Regions from separate parts of the Mus musculus genome. Here all the other regions are linked to region 4. The links are chromatin contacts, called in public Hi-C and HiChIP or PLAC-seq maps. All regions are on one chromosome and are shown on one strand. The core of a region is the stretch at or near the end of the contact, and the rest is flanking DNA. Distances in the headings are between cores, read along the strand shown.

The links. A called contact is a pair of places that touch in the nucleus more often than the background predicts. HiChIP or PLAC-seq counts read pairs in DNA pulled down with a chosen protein or histone mark.
Region 1: a contact with region 4 is called in an H3K4me3 HiChIP or PLAC-seq map of forebrain, with 6 times the contacts expected there. The contact joins two enhancer-like sites. A contact is called at or near these places in 1 of 484 Hi-C or Micro-C datasets (the N1E-115 cell line), 9 of 115 datasets of contacts at active chromatin or transcription factors (embryonic basal ganglia, embryonic forebrain, embryonic hindbrain and 5 more) and 1 of 9 other capture datasets (pancreatic islet).
Region 2: an H3K27ac HiChIP or PLAC-seq map of SST interneurons shows a contact between it and region 4, with 8 times the contacts expected there. The contact joins two enhancer-like sites. A contact is called at or near these places in 1 of 484 Hi-C or Micro-C datasets (muscle stem cells) and 11 of 115 datasets of contacts at active chromatin or transcription factors (SST interneurons, craniofacial prominence, embryonic basal ganglia and 8 more).
Region 3: a contact with region 4 is called in a Hi-C map of cerebellum, with 2.8 times the contacts expected there. The contact joins two enhancer-like sites. A contact is called at or near these places in 2 of 39 promoter capture datasets (embryonic stem cells and hippocampal neurons), 3 of 15 datasets of contacts at CTCF or cohesin (embryonic stem cells, hippocampal excitatory neurons and stem cell-derived epiblast-like cells), 162 of 484 Hi-C or Micro-C datasets (the AtT-20 cell line, B cells, the BV-2 cell line and 81 more), 22 of 115 datasets of contacts at active chromatin or transcription factors (PVALB interneurons, SST interneurons, T-cell acute lymphoblastic leukemia and 16 more) and 3 of 9 other capture datasets (embryonic stem cells, embryonic trunk and pancreatic islet).
Region 5: a Hi-C map of the N1E-115 cell line shows a contact between it and region 4, with 10 times the contacts expected there. The contact joins two enhancer-like sites. A contact is called at or near these places in 3 of 39 promoter capture datasets (the C10 cell line, embryonic stem cells and hippocampal neurons), 5 of 15 datasets of contacts at CTCF or cohesin (the NIH/3T3 cell line, embryonic stem cells, hippocampal excitatory neurons and 2 more), 193 of 484 Hi-C or Micro-C datasets (the AtT-20 cell line, B cells, the BV-2 cell line and 95 more), 29 of 115 datasets of contacts at active chromatin or transcription factors (PVALB interneurons, SST interneurons, T-cell acute lymphoblastic leukemia and 19 more) and 3 of 9 other capture datasets (embryonic stem cells, embryonic trunk and pancreatic islet).

The regions. Positions count from the first base shown.
Region 1 is chr5:117,564,607-117,570,502 of GRCm38.p6, forward strand. The region is part of intron 4 of Ksr2 (kinase suppressor of ras 2); the gene reads left to right. Among named protein-coding and RNA genes, the nearest start is that of Gm42013, 83 kb to the left of the region's middle. Within about 2 kb of position 1,870, at least 21 of the 459 cell types and tissues checked have an H3K27ac peak or open chromatin away from gene starts, as enhancers often do. A contact at or near this core is called in the N1E-115 cell line and forebrain, where this site is marked.
Region 2 is chr5:117,542,604-117,548,868 of GRCm38.p6, forward strand. All of the region lies in intron 3 of Ksr2 (kinase suppressor of ras 2), which reads left to right. Among named protein-coding and RNA genes, the nearest start is that of Gm42013, 61 kb to the left of the region's middle. Within about 2 kb of position 4,463, at least 7 of the 459 cell types and tissues checked have an H3K27ac peak or open chromatin away from gene starts, as enhancers often do. A contact at or near this core is called in SST interneurons, where this site is marked.
Region 3 is chr5:117,518,963-117,524,637 of GRCm38.p6, forward strand. All of the region lies in intron 3 of Ksr2 (kinase suppressor of ras 2), which reads left to right. Among named protein-coding and RNA genes, the nearest start is that of Gm42013, 37 kb to the left of the region's middle. Within about 2 kb of position 4,244, at least 7 of the 459 cell types and tissues checked have an H3K27ac peak or open chromatin away from gene starts, as enhancers often do. A contact at or near this core is called in the N1E-115 cell line, cerebellar granule neurons, cerebellum and 2 more, where this site is marked.
Region 4 is chr5:117,839,852-117,845,734 of GRCm38.p6, forward strand. No RefSeq gene overlaps it. Among named protein-coding and RNA genes, the nearest start is that of Nos1, 24 kb to the right of the region's middle. Within about 2 kb of position 2,345, at least 58 of the 459 cell types and tissues checked have an H3K27ac peak or open chromatin away from gene starts, as enhancers often do. A contact at or near this core is called in the N1E-115 cell line, SST interneurons, cerebellar granule neurons and 7 more, where this site is marked.
Region 5 is chr5:117,502,109-117,507,546 of GRCm38.p6, forward strand. It overlaps Ksr2 (kinase suppressor of ras 2), which reads left to right. Exons shown (of 20, transcript NM_001312914.1): 3 at 3,381-3,531. Among named protein-coding and RNA genes, the nearest start is that of Gm42013, 20 kb to the left of the region's middle. Within about 2 kb of position 3,668, at least 17 of the 459 cell types and tissues checked have an H3K27ac peak or open chromatin away from gene starts, as enhancers often do. A contact at or near this core is called in the N1E-115 cell line, cortical neurons, differentiating embryonic stem cells and 1 more, where this site is marked.

The sequences.
Region 1 (5,896 bases), core at 620-3,119, 280 kb before region 4:
GAATGCTCCAAGACTCTTGGATGTGGGACAATCCGACATCCTGGATGCTCGGTTGCTTGTAAAACCACATTGCATTGGGATAGAATTCCCACGCGTGAAATCAGCCCAAGGCTGGTTAAGGGAGCTGACACAGTGTGAGTAGCTGGGTTACCAGGGTCTGATGATATTGGCAGGAAAGAGGTCTGTGTGTTCAGTACTGGCTTCTGTCAAAGAGGAGTTTTATTGCTGGTTGATTGATGCCAGTACCCAGGGACCTAGATGGTGGAAGGAGAGAGCCAATACCCACAAGTTGTCCTCTGACATCCACATGCATGTAGGCTTTCCTCCATGAAAGAAAGAAAGAAAGAAAGAAAGAAAGAAAGAAAGAAAGAAAGAAAGAAAGAAAGAAAGAAAGAAAGGAAGAAAGGAAGGAAGAAAGAAAGGAAGAGCAGAAGAGTGGGCAAGAACGGTCCTTAAACTATTTAGGTGTATTTAGTGATGGGTGTGTTGGTGCCTGCCTATAATTTTGGCATTCAGAACCCTGAGGCAGAAGGATTGTCCTAAGCTGGAGGTCGACCTGTGCTATATTGTGAGTTCAAGGACAGCCTGAGCTACAAAGTGAAACTGTCTCAAAACACCAAAGCCAGGGCTGCGGATATGGATCAGTGGTACCAACACTCTCTGCAGAGGCGTGGGGGCCTGAGTTCTGAGCCCTGTGCCCACAGAAAAGGTGGGGTCTGGCTGCTGCACCTGGTATCCAAGTGCTATGTGAGACAGGCAGATGGCTAGGGCTTGATGGCTTCCAGCCTAGCCCCAGATTAAGAGAGAGACCTGTATCAAAGGAGTTAAGGCTGAGAGTGATGTAACAGGACACTTACCATCCTGGGTATCAGTACTTATCAACACACACGCAAACACACACAGACACACTCATGCTCTTACACACACACACATACTCACATATACTCACACACATGCTGACACACACTCACACACAGATACACACTCACACACATGCTCACACATTCACACACTCCCACAGATTCACACTCACGCTCACAGACACACTCACACACATGCACATACACTCACACACACAGACACATATTTACACACACACTTTCACACACAGGCATACACACACACACACACTCGTGCTCACACACCCACACTCATACACACTCAGACACACGCACAGACACACATATCTACAGATACACAGTCACACATGCATATACATTCATATACACTCACACACATTCACATATAAACTCACACAGACATATGTTTGCACACACTTTCACACACAGGCACACACACACTCATGCTCACACACTCACACTCATACACGCAATCAAGCACACTCAAACACACATATACAGATACACAGTCACTCACACACATACTCTCTCTCTCTCTCTCTCTCTCACTCTCTCTCTCTCTTCCACACACACACACACACACACACACACACTCACACACACACACACATGCACACGCACACACACACACACACACACACACACACACGTTTCTACCCAGTCTTAGCTGACACTTGAGGTACCCTGTGTGATAATGGCGCTGGGACTGTCTTATGGAGAAGCCCTTTCCCCCCAGATCACCCCCACACTAATCCTATGGGCTCTGCTGCTCACGTGGACCCAGAGCTGATGAACACCCCTGGAGCAAGGGGTTCGTGTGCTTGAGGATGAGTCTCGGGACTGAAGTTCTGAGATACAGAGGCTCAGCGGTGTACAACAAAGTGTTGCTGCCCTGGAGGGCTTCATTTGTTGGTAGGATTTATGGCTTCCTTTTATCTTGCTCTGTGGTAATCGGTTGAGTTTTTCTCCTTTCTCTGCTCAGCCAGCAGTGCCTGCCTTCTGGGAGGAAATGTCACTTGCTTGCCAAATTAAAAGCCAGGAATCTGTTCACTGTAGGCTGGGAGAGAGTCTCTGCTCCGTATCTGGTTCTCCGACCTATTTAATAGGCTCTGAAACGAACCTTTTAGTATAATAGATGGGGGCATCAGAATTCCTTCCAAGGCCAGCTTTCCCCTCGTGCCTGGCTCCCAGATGGCACAATGTATCACAGAGGGCAGCTGCCTGAGGCTTTGATTTAAGATGGTGGGTAACAGATAGTAGGGTAGGGTGGAATGGTTACATTGAGGCAGATGAGACCATGGCTGGGGACAGCTAGCATCCTCAAAGTATATGCAGAAATTGGAGGCCGTGGAGGTGGAGCCACCCCGGGTCAAGGGTGTGGCCTCAGCTGCCAGACACAGGCAGCCACATAACAGTGAAGATCAACCTCATGAAGGGGACATGGGTGTGTGTATTGGATGAGAGGACAATCAATTCTGGGTCTGTCCTAGGATGGGATCAGGACCACCACATCCCAGACAGAAGCTGGAGTACTTGTCTTGTTGCTGTGGCAAGGTATCTGACACGGGCAGCTTAAGGAAAGGGAGTTGCTTTGGTTCGCAGTTTGAAAGCCCACAGTTCATTGCTATGGCATTGCCATAGCAGCGGGGGTGTGATGCAGCTGGCCTCCACCTAGGAAGCAGAGAGGGATGAATGCAGCTCAGCTCACAGACTCCCATGGTACTACGTTGATGGACTGAGCAAACTACAAGATAGCTGGAGAGATGGTTCAGTGGTTAAGAGCACTGACTGCTCTTCCAGAGGTCCTGAGTTCAAATCCCAGCAACCACCTGGTGGTTCACACCCATCCGTAGTGGGATCTGATGTCCTCTTCTGGTGTGTCAGAAGACAACTACAGTGTACTCCTATACATAAAATAAATATATCTAAAAAAAAAAGATGGCACCACTCACATTTAAAACTGGTCAGCAGGGTGCCTCACAGGTGACTCTAGGTCCTGTCAAAGTGAGAGTGTCACAGAAGGCTGTCTGCTTGGGACTCTCTCACACATACATGTACACGTGGCATGTTTCAGAGTGCCTGGGTGATGCCATGCCCCAGAAAGGCTTCTCTGGTGAGCACCTGAGCCCTGTTTCCCAGGTGCTGACAACGGAGCCTAGAATTAGCCAGTCTCCTGAGAAAGTTGCCAGCAATGCGGGTTAGTTCAGTTTTATTTAATGCTGTCGTTGGGTTGTCCAGTATTAAGACAGTTGTTTGTTTTCTCACTCTTCCTGTCTGCCTGTATGTCTTCTGACTGTCTCTATCTATCTGTCTGTCTGTCTGTCTATCTATCTACCTACCTACCTACCTACCTACCTACCTACCTACCTACCTACCTATGTATCACTATATATGTACACACACATGTATATGTTAACATATATGTATATGCTTGGCCTCCTAGAAGGGTTCTCTGTAAGGAGGGCTATCACCTGTCATGCATGACCTGTGAGTTGTCAGAGGTCCCTGTAAGAGTCCAGGGAATACAGATTAAAAAAAAACAACAACTCCACAAACTTTGTTTTTAATATGTTGTTGTTGTTGTGTGTGTGACAGGGTAGGCAGAGATCATGTTTTGTTGTGTGTGTATGTGTGTGTATGTTTGTGCATGTGTGTGTGACAGGGTAGGCAGAGATCATGTGTTGTTGTTATTGGTGTGTGTGTATGAGTGTGTGCATGTGTGTGCTCGTGTGTGTGACAGGGTAGGCAGAGGTCATTATCAGGTGACCTCCCCTTTGCTTGCTATCTCACTTTTGGAGACAGGGTGTCCCACTGAACTGGCTACACTGATTGACCAGCGAGTTCCCGGGAACTGATCTGCTGTCTGCTTTCGTTCCTTCACCCATCTCTGGGCTGCATCTGGATGCTACCACCTGGCTGCTTACCTGGGCGCTGGTGCTCACTCATGTTTGCACACTCTGCTGAGCCATCTTCTTGGTGACCTAAACTCTTTCTTTAAGAGGATCGTGACCTAGAAGAGACAGAGAAATCATCAGGCATAATTCAGTGGAGAAAGACTGGTAGGGGAAACAAATCTAGACGATACTCATTTAAGACTGGTTTGTTTTTTTTTTTTTCTTTTTCCTTTGAGCCAGTAACAGCTTCCCAGAGAACTGTCCTCTAACACAGGGGCCTGCAGACAGTTCTGTAAGGAGCTAGGGGGTAAAGGTATCAGGCTTTCTGCATCTCTCTGGTCTCCACTGGGGTCATTCTAACTCTGCTAGTTGAGAAGAAAAGCAACCATGGACAGTATGCAAATGATGGCTATGGGCACATTCCAATAAAGTTTTATTTATAAGAACAAGGGGTGGGCCAGATTGGCCCTTTGACTTGAAGTTTGTCTATGCCTAATCTGAGAGGAGAGGGGTTCAGGTAAAGAAAGGAGGGCATACCCAGGCAGGAGAGTGGGAGGTGCTAGTGCCTGGAACTAGGGTCACTTTGGAAAGTGACTAGTGTGTGTGTGTGTGTGTGTGTGTGTGTGTGTGTGTGTGAGAGAGAGAGAGAGAGAGAGAGAGAGAGAGACAGAGACAGAGAGAGATAGAGAGAGACAGAGAGAGACAGAGACAGAAAGGAGGGAGGGAAGGAGAGAGAGAAACAGAGAGAATCAGAGAGAGAGAGAGAGAGAGAGAGAGAGAGATGGCCAGAGGGTTAAGTAAGATCCCAGGTTTACTCTGAGTCACTCAGTAGGGAACTTTCTAGAAGGGCTCTCTGTGAGGAGGGCCATCACTTGTCATGCATGCTTTTAGCTGTACTACATTTTGACCTCCAGACTTTGGTCTAGCTACTCAGAATGCTTTCCTTCCTCTTTGTCATTAATTAATTCTTGCAGGTGTGCCCCGAGCTTCCCAGAACACCACACACACAGCAGTGTGGTTCTGGTGGCAAGGCTGAGCGGAAGCCAATGGGAGGCATGGCCATCTGCTTCTGGTGGCTGCTGACCGAGAACAGAGCCACAGACCCTCTTCCAGTACCAGACACCTCCAAGGGCCAGGTGACAGCTCCTGATGGGTGGCTTAGGCCTGTGCCATTTAAACCCAATGTGGCCGGAAACTTTCTGGTTGTTCATAATGAGCCCTGTCCCACCCCCACTCCTGTTCCCTGTAGGCTGGAGGTATTCATTAACTCAAATTAATAGAGGAAGATGTAAACCCGTTAACAACCCTCTGGACCTCCAGACAGGCCCTGCTCCATCATGATTCTGGGAAGCTTTTCTTAAGGGACCAGCCAATCAATGGATTTCAGGAGGCAGATGCGTAGCTGTCCTTTCTAGACCCAGTGTTGTCTTTGGGATCATCTTTTGGACATCAGGAAGGCGGCCTCTGTGAGTGGCCATGGTTCCCCTTTCAGGAGGCCAACCCCACAACTTTCTGCCTGTATATTCTAATATCAGAGACCAGACAGTTGATATCAGAAGTAGCCAGTGTTTACAGCTCCGTGTGTTCTAGCATTGCCCTGCATCAGTCCACAAGGCAGGTTTGTCAGCATCTCTTTTTAAGAGATGGTTCTTGCCTCCTTGCCCAGAAAGGTACCAGAGGATCAAACCTTTCGACACAGCTTGGAGTCTATAGATGAAGGCTCAGGAAGTATTTAATGGATGAATGAATGAATGAATGAATGAATGATTTCCCCAGGTTCGCAGCATAGAACAACTAAGAAAACCAGCTTCATGTTGAGATCTTATTCCTCAGCTCCCTCAAGGCAGGGTCATCCCTGACAGAGCACACTTCCGTTTCTTCTAGCCTTGATCCTGCAGGGTAGGGTAATGTGAGAGCCAGTGGTTGAAAACATCCGTCACTGTTCACTTTAAGTTTAATGTCTGTGGCTGTGACACTCTAACACAGAGCATCGTAAGGGAGGAAAAGGTTTATTCAGCTTACAATGCCAGGTCCCAAGTCATCGTTGGAAGCAAGTCAAAATGGGAACTCAGGCATCCAGTCACATCCCATCTGCAGTCAAGAGCAGAGAGAAAGGAACCCACCCATGCTGCCTGCTTCCTT
Region 2 (6,265 bases), core at 3,213-5,712, 300 kb before region 4:
AGGTCACTGACTTTCTTACAGGAGCCTGGGGGAGGGTCTGCTTAGTGACAGAAGAAAAGCCCGCCCCCTGGGTGATGCCTGGAGATAGCAGCGTGTCTAGAACACACAGCACAACTTGTAGGCATTTCCACTGAAGAGTCTCCTTGCGCCCCAGCTGCTGCTTATGATTCATAAGACCCAGGGAGGGGCCCTGAGTCTTGTCAGTTCCCAGAGCCTCATCCCTCCCTCCCCCTCTCTCTGTCCCTCCCTCCCTTCCTCCTTCCAGGAGGTATGTTTTAATCTGGAGCACCCAGCCACAGTGTTACCCTCCAGTCAACTGGAAGCCAGTATCATCACACCCATTTTACAGATGAGACGTCGAGGCTGGGGAGCACTTGCAAGCAAGTGGTAGGGAGACCCTACTCACTGACAGCAGCACATGCATGGAGCTCAAAGGACGACTTTCAGTAGTCAGTTTTCTTCATGCACCACCTGCGTCACAGGAACCAAACTCAGGCCGTCAGGTTCTGTGGTCAATGCCTTGTCAATGGAACCGTCACACCAGACCACGGCTCCTCATTCACATCACAGAGCAGAGAGACTTCACACGTGTGACTAATGACGGCTCTGGGAGAGGGGGCTGCATGTACCTTCTAAGGCTGGTGGCAGACAGAGAGAGAGCTTTGGGCCATGTTTGTCTGAGATATGAGAGTAGAAGGACCAGAACCAAGAGGGTTGGGTGGCCTTTAAGGCTGAGCAGGGCAAGAAGACAACTTCCTCAGACCTTCTAGAAGAATACCCTGCTGGCACCTGTGTGCTGTAAGTAAGACCCACTCTGAGCTTCAGATAGCCAGGGTGTCACAAATGATAGCTCGAGGCAGAATGAAACCAACTCCGTTGGGATTGCTTGTTACACAGCAGCTGGGGATGCATACACTTGTCTGTGGTGTCCCTGGCCAGGGAACGGCTCAGCTAACTGCTGTCTGCCAGGCTCACGTTCAGCAGGTGTGTATCCCAGTCTCATCCTGCCCCTTCTCACTCACTTGTCTTTCAGTATCTCAAGGGGGGGGGGTCTTCCTATTAGCCCAGGCTAGCCTCCAATGTTAGCCCAGGCTAGCCTCTAACGTGTGACCCTCCTGCCTCTGTGTCCTGAGAGCTGAGTGACAGGTGTGTACCACTATGCTCAGCTCTCTCACCCTGTCCCCAGGGGCCAGTTTCCCTGGCGAGACACCCTGGTATGCATGGGACACACCTTAAATCTCACTAGGGGCTCCAACACGAATCAATGTCACAGTAAAGAATTAAGTGGTTTACCCAGAGTGGGCCTCTAACTCCCTCTGTGGCTCAGGAAGACCTTGAGCTTGTCATCCTCCTGCCTCACACTCCCAAATAGCTGGAGTAATGTGCTTGGATTACCAGGCCCTGTTTATTTTACTCTTAAACACAGCAGCTCTCACTTAGCTGGTTATCAACGGGAGAGTACATTAGCATTTTTTCCACCTGTTCCTAGGATTGCTTGCTTAACGGCTGACGGTCTGCCAGGCTCTTTATTACTGCAGGGCTGGATATCTTTCCTCACTGGATGCTTTTCTTTATTTTGCCTGTTTGAGCATGCATCCCCCCATTCCCTAACCCCCCACCCCCGTTCCACCTCTGTAGTGAAAAGGATAGAGACGAGCTCTTGGGTCAGATTTTGCCTTTTCCGTCTGGCTTGGTCTTGGGTCTCACTCAGCATGTATGAGGCCTGAGATTCCGTTCTCAACAACCTCACTCCCGAAAGAAAACATTGCCTCACGGTTCTGAAGGCTGGGGCATTCAACACACATCCATGACTTGTATCTGTGAGGCTCTGGCAAAGGCTCCTGTGTTACGTGTGAAGGGTGTGGCACGGAGAGATGGACCAAGCACGCAAGCTTGGGTCTCCTTCCTTCTCAGGAAGCCACTAATCCCATCATGTGACCTCTTGTGATACTAGTGACTGCCAGTCAGCTTTCATTACCTTAACAAATGCCGGGGAGAAAGGACCCTTCCATCATCAGGCGCTCCTGATTCTTATAGGGCTGTGTTTCTTTTAGAGTCCCAGCAAGACAGCATGTTGCTGTTGGAGCCTGTGACAAAGCAGAAATTACTCACCTCTCAGAAAGCAAACATGAGGAGAAGCAAGTGGGACACCATAATCTCCATGGAGAGTATTCCTGCGTGACCTGAAGACCTCTCTTTAGGCTCCGCCCCTTCGCCCACCTCCAAACCCATGGGTCTCTGGAAAGGGAGATGTTTAATGTCCAAATCATAGTCCTTCCAAAGGCCTACCTCTGAATAACATGATTCCAGCAGTTAGACTTTTGGGGCGCACATACTGGGGCTCTGATGAAACCATCCAAGTGTGGTACCGCAACTCCTGCATCATGCCGCCCTTAGGGCTAGTCCCTTGGGAGGGAGGGAACTATGTGGACCATGACATTTGTGTTGTGGAAGTCTACACACAGCAGGTCTGCCCCACTCTGAGATTTTTATCAGTTTAAGAGATTTAATTATTTGCGGGCCTGGAGGGATACTTTTAAAGACACGATTGTTCTTTATCTCTGGGCTTCGGGGCACAGAGTTCTAAAAATAGCTTTGCAAGCTCAGGGGATGGGAAGCTGGGGCCTCAGCAGCAAGTAGAGAACCAGGAGAAGGCGGCTGTTGGGTACCTACTTGCGTAGAGCTCCTTCCGGTAGAGCTAGAGTCAACGTGCCTGGGACTGAGATGTTAGAAGCTGACAGGAAGTCCCAGGATGTGATCTCTGACCTCCAGGGTCAAAGGTCTGATCGCAGGTGTGGTGGGTTTACCACAGAGGGAAGTGGCTTGGGGTCATTTGGGTTGGCCATTGGGACCGTGAGACTGCAGCTGGCACCATCTTTGGGGTAAATACTCACCACAGTGGTCATGGGTCCCCTTGATCCGTCCCCTTAAACTCATCCTATGGGCTGCCCTCTGGCCCATGGGCTCTCAGGTTCTTCTCCAGCCTGTCACATCCTTGGGCATGTTGGCTCCGGGTTGGACACTTGTTCTTTATTCTTTTCCTTAATTAACTGTCACTCATTTTCCAGTCGAAGCTCCCGGGGATCTTCCCCAGGAGACGGTCTCCACTTCCGCACAGTGACATTGTGACTAGCTAATGAAATCTGGGATTTCCAGATTTCTGCTGCCTCCTCTTCTGGGTCTAGACAGCCTGTGTTCAACAGGAAGAGATCACACTCAGCTTATGTCATTTTAGATGTTTCAGTGGTTATATTAAATAAAAAAAAATCCAACTGACAAGTGTTCCTATGGCCATAAAAATACATAACGGGATGTGTCATTTTGACCATTCTGAGCGAATACAGAAACCCGAAGAGCAGACATGTTGTTGGGAAATGGTATCTGCTGCCTCTCCCTGGAAATTTTCCATCATCAAAACCAGAAATCCTTTAAAATTTTTTCTTGCTTTTTTTTTTTTTTTTGAGACAGGTTCTCATGTAGCCTAGGCTGGCCCCCAATTTACTATGTAGCTGAGGATAGCCCCAAACCTCTGATCCTTCTGCCTCTGCTCCTAAGCCCTGGGACTCCCCGTGTGTGTCCCTACATCCATTGCAAATTAAAACACCAGTCCCAGATCAGTTCTAGCCCTGCTCCTGAGGCAGAACAAAGTCCATTTTGTACATTTGACTGTCCTGGATGCTTTGGTCAAGCTTGTGCTGTGTTGGTTTGTGCCCATGTCCTTTCCTAAACTCGATGTTTGTTTGTTTGTTTTTTCTTAAAAGAAGCTGTCATCATTTTGGTGGGATGGGGTATGTCTGCCACAGCAGGTTCTTTCCTTTCACCTTTACCCAGGTTCGAACCTAGGTCGCTAGGCTTTTGCAGCAAGCACCTTTACCCACTGAGCCGTTTCACTGGCCCAGCAAGTTGTTTTCCAAAGTCAACTGTTTTGTGGTGTGTGCCAGAATTTTCTTTCTTTCTGGAGCACACATGCGTGCCTGTGCCTGTGTGTGTGTGCATGTATAGAAGGCAGAGGTCAAACTCTGGGATTCAAACCCAGATCTCTGGCTCCACTGGGCTCTGTGTCCACCTGAAAGACCACCTCTGGGTAGGGGCTGAATCTGGGGTCTGCTGTAGAAGACCGGATAAACAGATCTGTCAAAGTTTATCCAACGGCGTCCGTCCGTCCCGTTCGAGTCACCCACATCCCTTTCTGGCTCTGTGTGGAGACAGTGGAGACACTGATGTCCTGGCTCACGGAGCCACAAAGACTGCTGGGGCTGTCTGTGTGGGGAGACTGAGCCGTGAGGACAGGCGGTGGCCTTGCTGAAGCTGCGCGGCAGCGAGCAGGAGGACTGAGGGGTTTGGAAACCCTCTCCCAAACGTCACTCATCTAGAGATAAAAATAGCGAACCTTGAGGCGCCCGAGGCGTCTGATGTTGCCTTCGGCTCTCTGGAATCCGCAGACACAAGCAGCTGAAGAACTAATATAACGCCTGTCACTCAAGGGAGGCAGACTGTTGTTAGAGTGACGGAACTTTCTGGAATTAGCCCCGTCTCAGAGGTCAGCTTTTCCCAGTCTGTCTCCGCCTGCTGTTGGGCTTTCTCCTGGGCTTCTCTCGGGTTCTGGGCTGGGCAGGAAGAGTCCTTGCTTATGCTGCTGTTATGTCCCTGCTCTGAGGCTCATGTGGTGGCTTGTCCCAGGAGTGCTGACTGTGGAGAAAGGTACAGCTGTCATTAGGATGTCAGCCGAAGGAGGCAGAATTAACATAGACCCATTCTACCTTGGATAGCCTCAGCCCGAGGTGTGTCAAGGCTAGCCTCTTGGGAAGTGTCTGTCACAAGTGGACATTTGTCCATGCAAAGGCTTCCTACCCTGCTTTCTCCCTTCCTTCCTTCCTTCCTTCCTTCCTTCCTTCCTTCCTTTTTTTTTTTTTTTTTTGGTTTTTTGAGACAGGGTTTCTCTGTGTAGCCCTGGCTGTCCTGGAACTCACTCTGTAGACCAGACTGGCCTCAAACTCAAAAATCGGCCTGCCTCTGCCTCTTGAGTGCTGGGATTAAAGGCGTGCGCCACCACGCCCGGCTCTAACCTACTTTCTTCCTAACTTAAAAAAACAAGTGGCACAGGCGTTCCCTCCCCACTGCCAGCGCCCCCTACATTTCTGTGTTCTGCAGTTTCAGTGACCCACAGTCAATTGAGAAAACATCCTCTGATCATCCACAGGTTTTGCCTTGTGCATTGTTCTGAGTAGCATGGGAAAGCCTTGAGCTATCCTGCTCTACCTGTCTGGGGCATGGGGAGTCGATCTGCGAGATGAGCCCACATTGCGTGTGCTATCCTTCTCTTGGTTGCTTGGATGCCCTCTCGGCTATCCAATCAGCTCTCGGGGCATCGATGATGCACGCATTACCCTCTCATGGATCATTTAGAAACCCTATTTCTTGATCCTTGGTGGGCGTGTCCACCCTGTGTATGCTACCCTCCCATTCGTTGTTCACATGCTCTCTTCGTTCAGATGCTCTCCGCTGTGGGGGTGCTGTGCTGCTTTTATTCAAGTAACGGGGTTAGAACCAAATGAGCCTTATTCCCAGAGCATAGGTGTGGTGAAGTTGATACAGTGGGTGTGGCAGTGAGAAGCCATGAAGCACTTCTGGGAGGCGAAAAGGCAATGTAAGGAAAGCAAAGAGCTCATGCGTGGAGCTTGCAAGGAGTGACAGTTAGATCCAGCACCTCTGTGGAATGGTGATGGACAAGGAGGAAGAGAAGGAGGAGGAGGAAATCTCTGCTGTTGTTGCCCATAGGGCATGGAAGTCCCTGCTGACATTCTGTGTGGGTCTATGTGTGTCAGTGGCCCATGCAGAGCATGGTCCCACCTAGGACATCTGTGTGGGTCATGGCTCACATCCTCAATGTTAGGGAGCACCCCAGCATTAGGGAGCACTTCAGCGTAAGGGAGCACCTCATCCTTAGGGAGCATGGTGTGTGTGGATGACAGAAGCATTGTGACCACTTGAACCCATGGCTCCTTAGCTGTTCAAATCAGTTGTCAAAGATCTACTGGAACACGATCGGACTTATACATCAAGACAAAGTGGTAGAAATGATACACAAATAAATAAATATCCATAATGATAACTGCAGCTCCTGCAGGGGTAGCAGGGCTGGGGTGGGCGTGTCAGCCCAGGGAACTCATCACAAGCAGGGTTCTGGCCAATGTCAGCTCCCAATACCCAGCAGTAGGAACACACTAAAGCCAGTGGAAATGGGGGAAGGGTTCCAATTTTGGAT
Region 3 (5,675 bases), core at 2,994-5,493, 320 kb before region 4:
TGTGTGTGTGTGTGTGTGTGTGTGTGTATGTGTGTGTGTGTGTGTGGGGCGTAGTCCAGGAAGCAGAGGAGAGCTGGGAATTTTGATGTACATACATGTGTGCACAGGTGTACACACATGTATGCACACACAGTAATACATAGATACACACTTAGCCATGCACAGACATACACCAACACTCAGAAATGTGCATGTGTGTGTATACACCAGCACACACATACATACATACATACATACATACATACATACATACATAGACACAGACAAGCAACATGCAGACACATACCAGCTATCAGATTTGAAGGCAAACAACAGCCCCTGGTAGCTCAGGAAGGAAGCTAGAGATGAGGCCAGGGTGATGGGGACCAGGTCGCTGGCCACCCTGGGTTTGGTGTCTTGGGACACTCCTGGAGACAGGATGGGTCTGTTGACATCCTCCCAACGCCTCTGCTGGGAATAACCATGCCAAACCTGGCGCAGGGTCTCCGACTCGAGCTTTGAACTCGCTCTCATGTGGAGGTCAGGTCATCTCTTCACACTTTGTTTCGCTGCTTTGATCCTCAGAAATGAATTTCTTTGGACCCTAGCTCCTCCCGACGTGGCTCAGTCCAGCGTGTTAAGGTATCGAGCATCAACGCAGTTGTCATTAGTATAGCGAGCAGTAACAAGCTGGTTACTTATCGGTACCACCATGGATCTTGCTGAAGACTGGGGAAGCCCAGGGGCTGGGGGAGCAGAACAGAATCCTCCCGGATCCTGTGAATTTTCAGGGTCTTGGGGGAGGGTAGCGCCCTATTCCGGTTTCCTTCCTGTTTCCTGCTTCCCAGCTTCTTTTCATTCATGCACCAGATGCCAAGTTACGAATCCGCTCAGCATTCTTTTTCCTGCACAGCGTCACAGCTCAGAAATATTTTTTAATACCTTCTTGGACCATTTTGGGTTGTAAAAGCCGGCAGTCTTGAGAGATGGCTCAGTGGTTAAGAGCACTGGCTTCTTTAATTGTGAACCGTGGTTTCATTCCTAGTAGCCACATGGTGGCTCGCAACCTTCTGTAACCCCCCTCCTGGGGGGGGGGGGAATGTCTGACGCCCTCTTCTGGCATCATCAGGTACTGCACCCCTTCCCCCCTTGGTGCAATGCAATATTAAGGCAAACATTAGATGAAAAGAAATCTTTAAAAAGTCCATAGATGTTTCAAGGTGGATGTTAGTGAGGTCCCTGCTGGGAGAAAGTGGGGTTCAAGTGTCCATGTTGTCTTAGAGAGTAGTTTCAGTTCCTAGGCAGGGTCACAGCTCCTCCCATTGCCCTTTGACCTTTGTGCCAAAGAGTTATGGGAAGAAGAGGAAGTGATCTTAGGTCTAGGGCTTATGCAGAGTATCCTTAAAGTATGTTTGGATGTGGTAGTTCTAAGTCCAGACTTTTTTATTTCCCTTCCCTTCCCTTTCCTTTCCCCTTCCCCTTCCCCTTCCCCTTCCCCTTCCCCTTCCTTCCTTCCTTCCTTCCTTCCTTCCTTCCTTCCTTCCTTCCTTCCTTCCCTCCTTCCCTCCTTCCCTCCTTCCCTCCTTCCTTCCTTCCCTCTCTCTCTCCCTTTCCTCTTTCTTTTCTTTTTCTTTTTTAGCTAAGGTATTTACAGTGGCTTGTAGGGCCCAGAAACAGTTGAGATGGTGGTGGTGGTGGTGGTGGTGGTGGTGGTGGTGGTGGTGGTGGTGTGTGTTTGTGTGTGTGTGTGTGTGTGAGTGATATCCTTCTGAAGAAAGGCTTGGTCTTTTTTGAATGTCTCAGAGCCAATGAATGTGGAAATGATATGAAATGTGCTCATCTTGCGTGACTCTCTTCACGGATGTTTGTCTTGCCCTGATGGTCAGTGGGAGCAGGTTTGTGCCCACAATGGGCTCTTTGCACACGCTGTGTGCACAGACGCTTCTGTGGAGGACCCCAGAACCACACCTTTTCAGGCAGATCTTGCGCTGTCTGTTGTATGAGAAGAGTTAAGCTCAGAGCGATGGATGGCCAAGGCTGCACCCGGGACAGTCATGAAGTCAGTGTCACCTGGAGGAGCTCGCTCTGTGGCTGCGGTAGTCGCCTTCATCTTGAAGGCAGGCATTTTGGCCAAGGTCACCCAACAGGATTTAGTCAGATTTGTCTGAAATCTCTGGAGCTTCAAGAGCACAGGCTGAATTCGAGGGTGGGGGGTTCACATCCCGAGTGAAAGCCATGACCGTTTCAAGGACAGTGTGCTAGCCACATCCAGGAAGTGCTGGCAGATGGTTGGATGTCCTAGGAGGAGGAGGGAACAGGGGCATGTTGGTGGGGAGGAAGGAGAAAGGGTAGGGTAGTGGAACTTTGGAACTTTGGACTTTGGAGTATAAAGGGATGCTCTACTGGGTCAGCCCTGCCCCTGGCTTGCTCTGCAATGCCAGCTGGATGCTGGCCCGTCCTCTGAGAGTCTATTGGGAGTTTTGTCAGTGGGCTGCGTTGTACCAGAGATGTGGGCATCATCTCTGCACACAAAAGCCAGTTAGAGGCTGGTGAGATGGCTCATCAGAGCAAGGTGCTTGTCTGCTGACAAGCTAGACTCTTGAGACCTACATAGAAGAAGAAGAGACCGTCCCTGCAGGTTGTCCTCTGACCTCTACACATGTACACACATGAACACACAAACATAAATAAAACAAACAAAATGTAAAAAAAAAAAACCACATTAACACTTCAGTTGACTCTCTTGCTGGACCGTCATGATACAAACTTGATAGGGGGAAAAGAAACCCTTTGTTGTCGTTGTTGGTGTGTCCTTAAAAACAGAGGTGGGTTCACTGACTCTTGAGGTGAGGGTGACCAAGATGGCCTGGCCTTAGCATGCCGCTCATGCACACATTAAGTGGGAACCAGCACCCATCGAGTACCTGCTGTGTTCCCAGGACTCTGCAGGGTGATTGCTCTGTGGCCTTTGGCCTCTCTGGGTTGGCACTGCCTGGCCTGGAAATACTGTTAAACCAGAGGAGAATCAAGAGGAAAAAAGATCAGATCCACAGTTGCCTATTTAAAGCAAGTTGTATTTTGGGGTGCATCTGGGACTGGTCAGCCTGGTCTTACCTTAAGTGGGGATTTGGGAGAGACGCCTCTGCTGGCTTCTTGAAGTCCTTTTTATAGGAGGGATAAAGCATTCACAGGGGCGGGAGAGTCGGCTTGATACATTGTTACAAAGATACAATGAAAGGGAAGGAACAGGGTAAGGATATTATACATCTTGTCCCCAGTTTAGTGTAGGCTGAAAAACATGTTTTGCACTTTACATCGGATCCAAGAAAAAGGCACTTATTCTTAGTTGCAAATAGAAACTTTAACTCAGAATGACCTACCACAGGACAAGAAGGAACTTGTTAACGGTCCTAAGAGCAAAGAGAACCTTAGCCTGCAAGGTGTGTTGTTCTTGGTTTGGTCTCTCAGTACCACCCTTGGGGTTGTTTTGGGAATGAAATGAGATCAGATACAGGCGAACCGTATCTTGTTGCTACCAAGGCAGCAACTACACGTGCTGTGTAGTGTTCACACCTACATGGTTTTAATCCATCCCCAGTCCTCCCAGAATATTCCTCCAACTCCAGTTTACTTTCCCCAGCTACCTTATTTGTGGATTAAGGGCATTTGAAGATTTATTTATTTTATGTCTATGAATACACTGTCGCTATCTTCAGATGCACCAGAAGAGGGCGCCAGATACCATTACAGATGGTTGTGGGCCACCTTGTGGTTGCTGGGAATTGAATTCAGGACCTCTGGGAGAGTAGTCAGTGCTCTTAACCGCTAAGGCATCTCTCCAGCTCTAAGGACATTTAAAAGAGAGTATTATGTCAATTTGGGGTGTGTGTGTGTGTGTGTGTGTGTGTGTGTGTGTGTGAGAGAGAGAGAGAGAGAGAGAGAGAGAGAGAGAGAGAGAGAGAGAATGCTAGAGAGAGAGAGAGAGAGAGTAAGAAGGGGGAGCGAGGGAGCGAGCACACATACACTTTTGGTCAGAGGACAACTTGAAGAGCTGATCCTCTCCTACCATGAGGAGTCCAAGGATCAAACTCAGCTCTCCAGGTTTGGCTGTAAGCACCATCACCTGCTGAGGGAGCTTTCAAACCGAAGCCTGGTGTTCTTGCTCCCAATTTCTGGATGAGGGACCCACAAAGGAACAGGCTCTGGCTGTCCCTTTCCGATTCTAGTGAGAGACTGGCCAGATGGCACATTTGTCGGCGTGGAACAGGCGAGGCATGAAATCTCTGGAAGTAAAGAGGTTACGCAAGGCTGTTTGGGGGAAAGCATGAGCCGAGAAGTGAGCTCTCAGGAGGCAGTTTAGAAAGAACCCAGGCTTTCTCTGCCGATGTGTTTATTGGTGGAGGGTAAGAGAGAGAAAGGAGCCCCTGCCCGTGTGGGTGGATGTGATCAAGTGCGACAGGAGTGTATGAGATAGGGGTGTCGGAGAGCCACTTGTTCTGAGGTGGGGGCTAGTTTTCAATTCTCCACTCTGCCACTTCTCCAGGAAGCAGGGGCTTGCAGGAAGTCAGATTTGGGAACATGTCACATCTCCTTTCTCTCCTAGTCAAGAAATCTATTTATTTAATTAAATTTCCGATGGGTTTCTGCTCCCCTCCCCCCCCTCTGCCCTGCAGCTAATTTTTGCTTCTGTTTTCTTTCTTTCTCTAGACATCGGTTAGGCCAGAACGCATCAACAGAAGTGACAGCATCAATAATAGGAATAATAGAAATGGTAATGCCCAAACAGTGCCCTGTCTTCTGGAATCTTCTGTTGGTGGCTGGTCACCTTGTCTCTTTAGATGAATCTGTTGCTCACTTTGGGTTAAATTTTGTTCTGCCCGTGGCTGCTTTAAGGGCCAGAGGGGTCTCTCTCTCTCTCTCTCTCTCTCTCTCTCTCTCTCCTCTTTCATCTATGTCTGCAGGAAAATAGAGGAGTCTTTGCTAACAATGAGGCTGTCTGCTTCATGTCTCATGTACTGAATAGTCTAATTCAGGGTCCAGGAAACTATACCAAATCTGGCCCACCATTTGCATCTTAAATAAAGTTTTATTTAAACATAGCCACACCCACTTATTTACATATTGTTTACCTCTGCTTTCTGCTGTAATGGCAAGACTCAGTGGTTACAACAAATATATTCTATCCTGCCCTTTACAGAAAAGATTTTCAGAGTTCCCCAGCCCTTGACTGGTTATTTCTGTGGTTTCCTGACTGATTCTGACACGAGTGTTTGTGAACAAGTGGATTCAAGTTGCTTTTGTGGTTGTGGATCATTCATTGTACCAAGCCAGTGTTAGATCCAAGGGACTTAGGGAATGATTCTTATCTTTGGGGACAATTGTGACACAGTAAGGTACAGAGCAAGAGTCAGCTGCAGAGGTGACTGGACAGATGAAACAGGAAAATTTGGGGGGCTGAGGAAGTATGGGGAATTGTGGAGCAGAGGACATTGAAGATGGATATAAAGACAATGGTACCTGATGGTTGTGGAATCCTGACCTCCTGGGTACAGGAGAAGCTGTCAGTGGGCTGTGGGGATGAGGCAAAGTGAGACCCGAAGAGATGGGAATGGGACAAACCTGGACAAGGGCTTGGGGGAGGAAAAGAGAGGGTGAGGTTAGTCAGAAAGGGGAGAGATGGGGTCGGGGGTGGGGTT
Region 4 (5,883 bases), core at 1,095-3,594:
GGGCACTATCTCTGTCTCTTGTATAAATACCTACATCTATTTCTGTCTCTATTCCTCTGTATCTCCCCTCCTCCCAAATACACACACACACACACACACACACACACACGCACACGCACACGCACACGCACACGCACACGCACACGACTCCTCATGGTAGCAGGCGCCTCTTCTGGGCTCAGGATCTGTCCTTCCAGCAGGGTCCCAGAACCTCTCGGTCCTGCTTCACAACACTTGTACCAGAACGCCTAGCAAGGAGGACAGAACTGGGAGCAAAGGGATTTCTGTCCCCTCCTCCCCCAAGAGGCCAACTCTGCTGCTACAGGCACAGCCCAGCTTTGGCCCTGACCCCACATGTCATAGCTCTGCCTTCCCTACTGACCACCCTTCGTCCTCACAGCCAGGATAGAAGACTGCTCGCTCTGTATACCTCTACCGCCCCAACTCCTACACAGCAGGCAGGCGCAGGAGCGAGCGAGCAAGCGAGGCTCTGGAGCAGGTGAACTGCCAGCCCAGTGGAGAAGCAGCCTCCCTTCCTGGCTTCCTGATTTTTTTCCCTAGTTGCCATGGTAATTGAAGGAGCAGTGTGGAGACCCAACACCATGGAAGCCCAATGCTTAACTTTGAAAGGGATCAGGCATAAGCTGGGCCCAGGCTGCAAGGACTCTCTCCAACCTCTTCTTATGGGACACTCGTGGACGTATAGCTGGTCCTTGTGGGAGTCACATGGATGGCTGTTTTTCTCACAATGGGTTACTGTATGCCAGACACTAAACTGAGAGCATCACCACCATCCTTTGACCAAACCAGCCTTGCCACAGCCCCAAGACCCACAGCAGGCTCAGGAAGCAGGCTTCAGACTTGGCACACCCAGTCAGGAAGTGGCAGAGCCCTGGAGGCCGATGGAATCTCTCAGGCCCTCCCTGGGCACGGCCTCTTCACACCCCCACCAGCTTTTTCTTATGTTCCCCTCCTCCCCCCACCCCCTCAGTCTTCTTCCTGAACCCCCCCTCAAGGTTACACCCCTTTTCCTCAGACTTGCCATGTAAGATATCTGAAGACTATTTATGAGAGACAGGGAGGGGCAGCCTGGCCCTTGACCCGTGCAGATCGTACTCTGGGTGTGCGGTGCCTTCCACGGGAAGACAAAGATAGCAGCCAGGTGCCTGGGTGTGTGTGAGTCTGTTGTTTGGGTCTGAATCCTCCCCTTCCTTAAGTCCAACACCCCCACCCCCAACCCCGACACACACACACACACACACACACACACACACTTTTACCCCAAGAGTATGTGAGCAACAGCGACAGCTAAATGCAAAACCGCCTGTGCAATCTGTCCAGGAAGAAACAGCTTTGAAGACGGGTTTATATGGTTACCCATATGTTAGAGCCCCTAAGAAAGGAAGAAAAGGAGTTCTCTGAGTCTGCCCCTCCTCCAGCCTAGCTCCTGGCCTCTCCTGGCACTGGGGGTCTCCCAGCCATAGGGGAATAAAGACCCCCAGGGAGGGTTCACACCCCTCTCAGATGCCATGCATACACTCTGCTCCGGGGAGGGAAAAAAAAAAAAAAAAAGAACAGAATCAGGCATCCTTTCCAGAACGTCTGCCCACCCAAGAACCAGAACCGTATTCCAGGCTGGTTTCTGCTGGCTCCGTGAGGGGCTTCCTGCCCTGCCCTGAGGGGCTATGCTCTAGTTGTCCCATTAAGGAATCTTTCCACCAGGTAGGATAGAGACAACCACCTGCCTCAGCTAGATCTTCCTCTGCCCAAAAGAGCCTCTCTCCCCGCTGTGGTCACTACATCCAGTCCCCTTTAGGGTCCCCAATTTCTTCATTGTCTGTGTATGTGTTGATTTTTTTTTTTCTGATAGAAAAAAATGGAAATTAGGTTACATAAAAGATGTATGCTTCCAAGCCCAGAGCGGCCCTTTTAATGAGGGTTGCGACGTCTCCCTCCCCACGCCCATAAACCAGCCGGTTGGACGTCACCACTAATTCGTTTCAGCGGTGATAGGATAAAGCAGGGACATTAAGAAATAAATTCCCCCTCACGACCCTCACTGAGCTCGCTGCGCGGTCCCTGCGTATTGATGCAGCCGCAGGGCGCGAGCGGCTACTTAGCACAGCGGCTGCTACTAGGGGCAGCTGCGGCCGGGGTGAGCCAGGTTGCGCAAGGGGAAGCTGGCAGCTTCCAGTCCTGAACTTGGCTAGGCTAGAGCGGAGCGAGGCGGGAGCAAGAGGCTGGGAGGGGGGCGGGGAGCGCTCGCTCTGGAAGCTCCTACCCTGTGGCGCTGTTGGAGCCCGGAGCATCCTGCCCCGGAGCAAGGCTCTGGATCCGCGCGCTCAGCAGCTGCGGGAGGAGGAGGCGCGGAAGACGGGGTGAACAGCGTGATCCACAGCCCTGGAACTGCGCGGGCTCGGCAGCAGGTGAGTTCTCAGCCTTGGACCCAAGGTATCCCATGTACCTTCTCAGGGACCTGCGCTCCAGCTCCGGCGGGCGGTGTGCGCCCCAACTTGGCTCTCCTTGGCGGCCTGGCTCTCCGGGCAATGGGGCGTACCCGAGTCCAGGCTGTGAGCTCCTGGAAAGGTGGGTCCTGCCTCCTCGCTCCAACTTTACAAGGGCAAGGGACCCTCCCACCCATTCCCTGCACGTTCCCAACCTCCGTGTCACAATGGTAGAAATCCGATCGTAACCCCAGGCAATCTTGACCCCAGGGGCGTACGCACATAGCCTTAAGCTGGGGGGATACACAACCCTGGGGACCTTGGCACCTGCGGGGGGCCTCAACTTTCAGTCACCTCCTCCTCCAAGAGACCCGTTCCTCCTCTCTCCAGACACCCCCTGCCGCCCCCCCCCCCGTGACTCTGTTGGAGACTCTGGCTTGGCCAGAGGGGAGACCCAGCTGCAGGGTGGATTTGCTGGAGCGCTGTTCTTTGCTTTCCAACTTTGTCCCATCAGCCCTGTGCTCCCGCGGCTGGCATGATCCAGTGAAGCAGCTATTCCCCCACAACCCGGAAAGTTCACCTCTCCCGCCAAGGAGACGGTTAAGATCGCTCCGATGGTTCCCAGAGCAGAAGAGGGTCAGTCCGCCAGGGCTCGGGATCCCTGCCTTGCATCCAAATGGTTCAGGGGTGAGACAGGGTTTCCAGGAGACCTAGCTTCCCTGGACACTCGCGGACACTTGGGTCCTCACAGGACTCTTGGGTCGTGCCCTAGGGAACAAGGAAGTGGGAAGCTTGCCTTCACCCTAAGGGCAAGGTAGCCTCAGCATCCACGGCTGTCTACACACTGTGAACCTGGTTTTCTGGAGCAACAGAGGCTCACACAGGTGTACAGCCCCAGCAGGGACCGTAGAGTGATGCCCCTGGGGTTCTAATCCTAGAGCTACCGTTTCTGGTAAGTCTCTTCTCCCTCTCTCTAAGCCTCTGTTTTTCTCGTGCAGTGCGTGAAACAGAGAAGTGGCCCTTTCCTGGGGATTTGTTGGCAAACCTTTAAAACATCGTAAACGTTTACGTGAAGCTATGGGCAAGTGCTAAGTCCGCAGGAAATATTACTGGTGGTCGGGTCTGATGTAACCCAGGATAGATCCTGGGACCTCAGCGTCTTGTGGGTTCCCATAAACTAAACCGACGGTCCTCTGGAGGGTAATTAAGGCTGTGCCCACCTCCCTCTCCCAGTCTGTCCAAGCAGCCCCTGGAGAGATGCATCACATTTTGCTGCAGACGAGACTCTAGAAATGTTGTCTGACTCCTAGGAAACCCAACCCTTGCTTCATACACAAGGGTGGCAGGGGTGATATGCAGGCAACCCCGGGGTACCCAGGAAGTATCTACCACAAGAGTAGGGAGGACAGGAGAGAACCCCTCCAAAGGGAGTGTGGGGGGAAGTACCCCCTTGTCCATCCCTACCCAAACTGAGATCAGAGCAAAAAAGCAGGTTTTGGGGGGTGGCATTAGCACAGCTTCCTAGAGAATTGGTTTTCTTGATTGGATTTTTGCTTTTCTTTATTTTAAATGGAGGTTATCTTGGGGGGGTTGTTTTTTTAAACTTGGGGCATATGCCAGAATGGAATAGGGGTCAAGCCCACTCTTCATCATTGGGGGGGGGGGTTGTCTCAGCAGAAAGGTTTGCGAATCCTTCACAAGTTCTCCCATGATTGCCAATATCACTGCCCCAGCCCAGATTCTAGAAGAAACTGAGGGACGCGAGGCTTTGCGCATGCTGCAAGTGTCTACTGCATACAGGGCATACAGGATGCATCTGGAATAGCTTGGCTTTCCCAATACCTAGGATAACTACCTGCACCTCGATTTGCAGATGTAGAACCTGGGAGAGGGCAAACCAAGCCAGTTGCCCATAGTCAACAAGAAGACCTTCACCGGCTTCCTAATCGGCGGGGGCGTTCATCCATAGCCAGCCCAACCTGTACCCCACTTTTGTGCACATGGATTTGCTTCCAGATGTATAAAGTCTGGAAAACCCTCCCCCAAATTCCAGACCTTGTAGGAAAAGAGCAAGCAGCATAGAGGAGACCTGTTGTAGATTTCTGTCTGAAGCTGAGGACCCCACGGTAGTGTGACTGTCCAATTGGTCACTTAACATCTCTGAGCTTTAGCCCCACTGTCTGCCAAATGAGAGCAATCACTCCTACACAAAACTGTTTTAAAGATGTTGAGATGTCTGTAACAGGGGTTCTGGAGACACCAGTCCTGTGTTACAGCTGTTGATTTTTCTTTTTCTTTTTCTTTTTAAATAAAAAGAGAGGGAAAAAAATCCAAGTTGGGAGGTGCAGACATGAGCCCTAGAATCTCTTCACCATTCTCCCCAAATGGACACTGCCAGCCCCCAAAGGCTCTATCTCTTTGGACCAACCTTTGGGGAAAACTGAGAGCCTAGGAGGTCAGTGGGGGTGCACTAAGGTAGAAAATCCCCAGGGGTTCTCTAGGCCAGGCTTTGAGGAGCTGTCCAAGGTGCTGGGGGAAAAGTGTTTTGAATACTTCCATCCCTCACAGGGACTGCTTGGGGGTCAGCTTGCCTAGATTTTAAAAGCGTGAAGAAATTTGTGCCATGTTTTCTCATTCATATTCTCTCTCTCTCTCTCTCTCTCTCTCTCTCTCTCTCTCTCTCTCTCTCTCTCTCTCTCTCTCTCTCTCTCTCTCTCTCTCTCTCTCTCTCTCTCTCTCTCGGTGTCTTGTGACAGCTCTCGGCTCACTGCCTGTCACTCAGGTTTCCCATAGGTCTGGGGAGGGTATACTTCAGCAGAATGCAGTTAAGAACAACAGGCAAGGCGACATGTGCTCACAGGAGAGGTTGCATTTCAGGGGTAATTCTCACACAGGCTGTTTCCACAAAGGGGCATGCTTTCCCACCCCCAAAACAATGTGGGGCCACGCGTGCTTAATAATGTGAAGGCTACAGAAGGAATGGGCATGCCCTCTTGTCTCTTTCTGATGTCTGACCACCATTAGACATCTTCCAATTTAGTGACCATCAAACACCTTCCCAGCAGACCAGCAATGTCAGAGCCATTAGCCGGAATCAGAGATACTCGAACCCCTCTGCAGAGTCCTCCTCTCCTTCAGGAGATATGAATTCTCTGCATTTAAATCGAGTCTTTCCAGAAGATTCTAAAGCCTTCAGTTCCTGACCTCCTCGAAGGAGAGGGAAACTAGTATTTGGAGAGGTCATGTGACCTGTCGAAACTTGTACAGCCTGTCTCTGTCAAAGTCGGGGACGATCTTCATGTCTTGACATTTTGTCTTGAACTTGTGGATAAGAGTTCATGTTGTCCTCACAATAGAGAGGCCCCAGATTCAGGCATGGAAGAGGGTAGGATTTTTCTCTCTTCAGTTGTCCCTGTAAATCAGTGAGCTCTCTCGGATC
Region 5 (5,438 bases), core at 2,418-4,917, 340 kb before region 4:
CCAGTCACACTCACTGCCTAGCAGAGATAGAACGAATGCATTCGAGGCAGAGTTTGGTTCACTTTCCCCCTTTTTTATAGTCTGGGATCTTAAGCCTAGGGAGTAGTGCCACCCATAGTGGGCAGGGCTTCCCATGCTAATTCACATAACCAGGACACCCCCTCCCCCGACTTGCCCAGCAGCCAAACTGATCTACACAATCCTTGATTGAGACTCTGTTCCTATGTGACTCTAGATTGTGTCCAGTTGACAAACTAAGCACGATGGCACATTTTAATTGCACAGCTGGGGGCACTTTTGAAAGGCTTTGGGGCTCTATCTATCTATCTATCTATCTCAAGGGTGCCTTGTAGGGCAGGCAAGGCAGAGATACGTCTTCTAGAAAGGGGTTGAAAAGTGTGGTCTTCAAACTATCTGTTGGGCAGACAGTTTGACTGATGAGATCTGATCCTCAAAATTTTATTTTGACCCAGTGTCTTAAAACTTCTTTTCTAAAGACTCAAGAGCTCTGATTTCAAAGCTACAAATATTGATTATATAGAAGAGAATCCTTTTATGATGTGATGAACCACAGTTGGCACAGTTTGGTCCCCGAGGCTTCCCCCTTTGAAGCTCATAGTTTCCAGGCAAGGGACTCTGAGACCGTCACCTGTCGGTGAGGTGAGAAGGCTCCCTGGCTGCAGTTCACATGCTTGTCCACCAGAGGGTGCTCTCATGAGGGAACTAGGGCAACAGCTGTGAGACTTGCCCTGGGTTCAAATGCTGCTTCCATTACTCTCTTGCTGTGTGACTTGGGCTAAGGGTTTAACTTGTCTGCGTTTTGGCATCCTGTTCTCCAGGCAGTGATAAGCCTTTTTTGCTGAGGATACAGTTCAGTGGTAGAGGCCTTACCCGGCATATGTGACAGTCTGATCCAGTTCCCCAATAAAGCACAAATATGCACACATACACACATGTACATAGACACTCACACAGTACACATATCACACAAATTCGCAATACATATGCACACTTATCCACACACATCCATACATACCTCTGGAAGCCCCTCCCCCATCCACATGTATATGTACACTCACAAACTTACACAGACACCCACACGTACACATATACATACCCTGCATACATGTACTGATGCAATACATGTACTGATGCACATACATGTGCACACATCCCTTTACTTTCACACGCTCTCCTAACAGTATAAGGAAGTCTGTGTTGAGTATTGGAGACATTGTCCCAGCTGGGATTATTTTACCAAAACATGCACAAAATTCCTTTCTTTCTTTTTTTTTTTTTTTAAGATTTATTTATTTTACATGAGTACACTGTTACTCTCTTTAGAGACACCAGAAGAGGACATCGGATGTCATTACAGATGGTTGTGAGCCACCATGTGGTTGCTGGGAATTGAACTCAGGACCTCTGGAAGAGCAATCAGTGCTCCTAACCTCTGAGCCATCTCTCCAGCCCACAAAATTCCTTTCTTTGGCTCAGGTTGTTATGGCTTTCTTCACCTTTGAGCCATAAATGTGTGAGCCTAAGCATTAGGGTGATTTGACCACACACACACACACACACACACACACACACACACACACACACTTTAGGGTAATCTGACACCACACACACACACACACACACACACTTCAGGGTAAGCTAACCACACACACACACACACACACACACACACACACACACACACACACACACACACTTCAGAGTAATCTGACCACACACTACTCAGGGTATAACCACACACAAAAACACACACACTTCAGGGTAAGCTGACCACACACACACACACACACACACACACACACACACACACACACACACACACACACACTCACACACTTTGAAATCATAGCATTAAAATGTACAGTCAGGTCCTGCAGCACGAAGAAGGCTTTAGATTGTATATCTGTCCTACTGATCAACCACTGTCTACTCCACAGTCCAAAGTCACCTGAAAAAATTCAGAATTGAATCAGAATAAATTAGTCTTTATCAGGATATCCTGTGGCCACATCTGAGAGCAATGTCTTGATTGCTTAATCATGCAGGCAAGCCCAGCCCACTGTGGGTGGTGCCATCCCTAGGCAGACAGGCCTGGGCCTGGGCTGTAACAAAGAGGCAGCACCCTCAGTGGACGACTGTGACCTGGAAGTGTAAGCCCCCTAAGCCCTCCCTCCCTCCCAAGCTGCAAATGGCCAGAGTATTTTGTGAGAGCATCCGGGATCAAACTAGAACAGCCTTGTTCTAAACGTTCATCCTGCATCCCCTGTACAGAGTCCAGCTGAAGGAGGTTTACCTACACTGTGTTCTTACTTGTCTCTAGGTGACCCAGTTGCTACCTCCTGTCCCCGTCCTGACTTCACAGTCACTCTCGGGGTGTTGGCTTTGCCCTGTAGCTTTGTGTGTGTGTGTGCGTGTGTATGAAAAATGGAATTTATGAAATTTATAGACTCTGCTTTCCGTGAAATCTATATTTTATTGTAATACACAGTCATGGCCACAAGAGGGCAGAAGGAGCCCACTAAATTGCCTGTGCATCACCACTCATAGATTTATAAAACTTATTAAATAATAATATACTATGAGTGTATAAGGTCCTTGGCTACCATAGATAATACGAATGAAGGTTCTTATTGTATATGTAGAGACACTTGAAGGCTAGTAAAAATCAAAGCTTGATTGGCAGTCAGTGTTTGCAGATTTATTTATGACATTGTTTAAGGAGGGGACTCTTTGGAATCCTGCTTCTATCCCCAGCTCCTTTGTTTAGAGAGGTCCTTTTCCCTGTTCTATACTATTCCTCAGCTCATGGTGCTCAGTACTTTTCAAGATTCATTTCCAGCCTCAAGCTATCCATAGGTCTTCTTCTAGGGAAGCCAAGATCAGAGGCCAGCCAATGAAACTCGGATTTATGTCTAGCTGGCTTGTTCTGAGTCCCCTCCCCCGCACCCCCTCCTCCCGGCCAAATTCAGCTGAGGTATCTACTCCCAGAAGTATGAAACAGGGCCTGTCTCTCCCGGGTTTCAAACCTGGACTGTGAGTGCGGACTGTTGATCATGTACTGAGCGATCACCTACGCTCGGCACTTCCATTTGATAAGTGAGAACAAGGCCCAGACAAGTTAAATGATTTGTCCAAGTGGCAAGTGGGAGGAGGAGACTCAACCCCAGATTCAGCCAAGTTTTTGCATAGTGGAGCATCTTTCACTGGCTACCAGCAGAGGGCAGTGTGGACGCTCCCTGCTGGTTCCCTCTGCAGTTCTCCTGAGTGCCACAAGAGGGCGATTGAGAGACACCACTCCATTCCCTTGGGCAGGGCGCTTGGGTTCATGTCCAGCTGACTGCCTTTGTCCCCTCCTCTAGGAGATCTCCCCTGACCAGCTGAGCTTGGAGGACCTCCTGGAGATGACCGACGAGCAGGTGTGTGAGACCGTGGAGAAGTATGGAGCCAACCAGGAAGAGTGCGCCCGGCTCAACGCCTCACTCTCCTGCCTCAGGAATGTGCACAAATCAGGTGAGCAGTCCAGGCATTCGGGATTGTCCCCCCAGCTGGTCGGCCACTGTCCTTCAAGCTTCCTGTGCAGGCCAGCACGGAAGAGAATGGGCTCTGGATACCAAAGCCAGCTTTAGGGGCGGAGATGTCTGTGAGAGGTGGAAGTGGGCGGGGCTTGGACCTCGCCCCGCAGAGGATGGCTCAAAGTGGGTCCTGGATAATTACGGTTCAGATGTGGTAATCTTGGCTGTACAAGGGAGGCCGGCATCTTCCCCCCTCAGTCGTCCAGAAGTGGCTTTGTATGCTGAATATGTTCTGGTTATTTCTGTGCACAGACACTATACATTCTTTGTAACAGAAATCAGGTTGTAGCTGCTCCAGGGACCAGAAGTTGTTATTTTAGTATATTCTCTTGGCGCTTGGCACAATCCTTTCACACCAGTGAGTACATACTGCTCTTTCTCTCTCTCCCCCTTTCTCTCTGTCTCTGTCTCTCTCTCTCCATACAAGAGGTCCCAAGTTAAATTCTGTGACCTTTGCTTTATTATTTTACGATCTAAACATGTCATCATTTACCCCCCTGGCTCCGTCCAATCGCTTGCTCAAAACTGTGATGCAGGGTTAGAGCTGTGGCTCAGTTAACTGGTAGGATGCTTGCCTAGTAGACACAAGACTCCGGGTTTGATCCCCAGCACCTCATAAATGGGGTGTAGTGGGCATGCCTACAACCCCGGCCGGCACTTGGGAGGTTGAAGCAAGAGGAGCTGGAGCGCAAGATCATCCTTGGCTACACAGGGAGTTTGAAGCCAAAGTAGGATGCTGGAGACCATGTCTCAGAAGGAAACGGAAGGAAACCCATGGTGTGAGCTGCAGCCTGCTGAAGGTTGCTTCTGGGCTCTCTACAAATTGTTACAAATATCGGCCCTGTCATTTCAGTTCTCACCACAAGGTGGCGCCGTCGACCACAGGACCGGCCCAATCTGATGGCTGTTAATTCTTAACTCTGGTTAGTCAATATGCAACCCGCAATTACAATTTACGGAGTGACTGTGAATATGGCAGGAGGGCGGAGGACCCAGCAGTGAACCAGATAGAACAGGGTTCCAGCGCGCAGGCCTGATGACTTCCGCTCCATTTTAAGATCCCACGTTAAGAACAAGACAGTTGTGGTGGCTTAGGTTGGTCAATCTCAGGGCCAGGGAGGCATGACTGGCTGATACCCGAGGCCTGCTGGTCAGGGAGCCCTGCCTACCCAGCCAGTTCCAGTTTGCGAGAGACTCAGTCTCAAAATACAAAACAAAACAAAAGAAAACCCCAAACTGAAAATCCCACAAACAAATAAGGTGGATAGCATGGAAGGGGTTGGCCGAGGTCCACTCTGGTCTCCACACGGACGTACAGACATGAACATGTATGTGTGCCGCCCTCCAAACTGCACCAAATCCCAGTGTGATCCCAGGAATAGTTTCCTGCCTAGCAGTCTGCTTCTCCGCGTGGCTCCTTGTGGCTGTGTTCTAGCCCCGCTCCTCTACCCTGGCTCCTGCTCTGGATGCTTCCCCTGTCTCCTGTTTTCCTCCAGTCCTGAGAGAACTGCTGTCTTAAGAGAGCGCATCTCTAGGATGTCACAGGAGGAGATGTTCGCGATGATGGATGTTGCTTCCTGGAGAGTTCCCTCTGGATTGCTGTTTCCTTATCTCTCTGAGGGCCAGATGGCTTCTCAATCGGGTGTCTGCTCCCCCCTCCCCCTCCCCCTCCCCCTCCCCCTCCCCCTCCCCCTCCCCCTCCCCCTCCCCCTCCCCCTCCCCCTCCCCCTCCCCCTCCTTCTCCTTCTCCTTCTCCTTCTCCTTCTCCTTCTCCTTCTCCTTCTCCTTCTCCTTCTCCTTCTCCTTCTTCTTCTTCTTCTTCTTCTTCTTCTTCTTCTTCTTGTT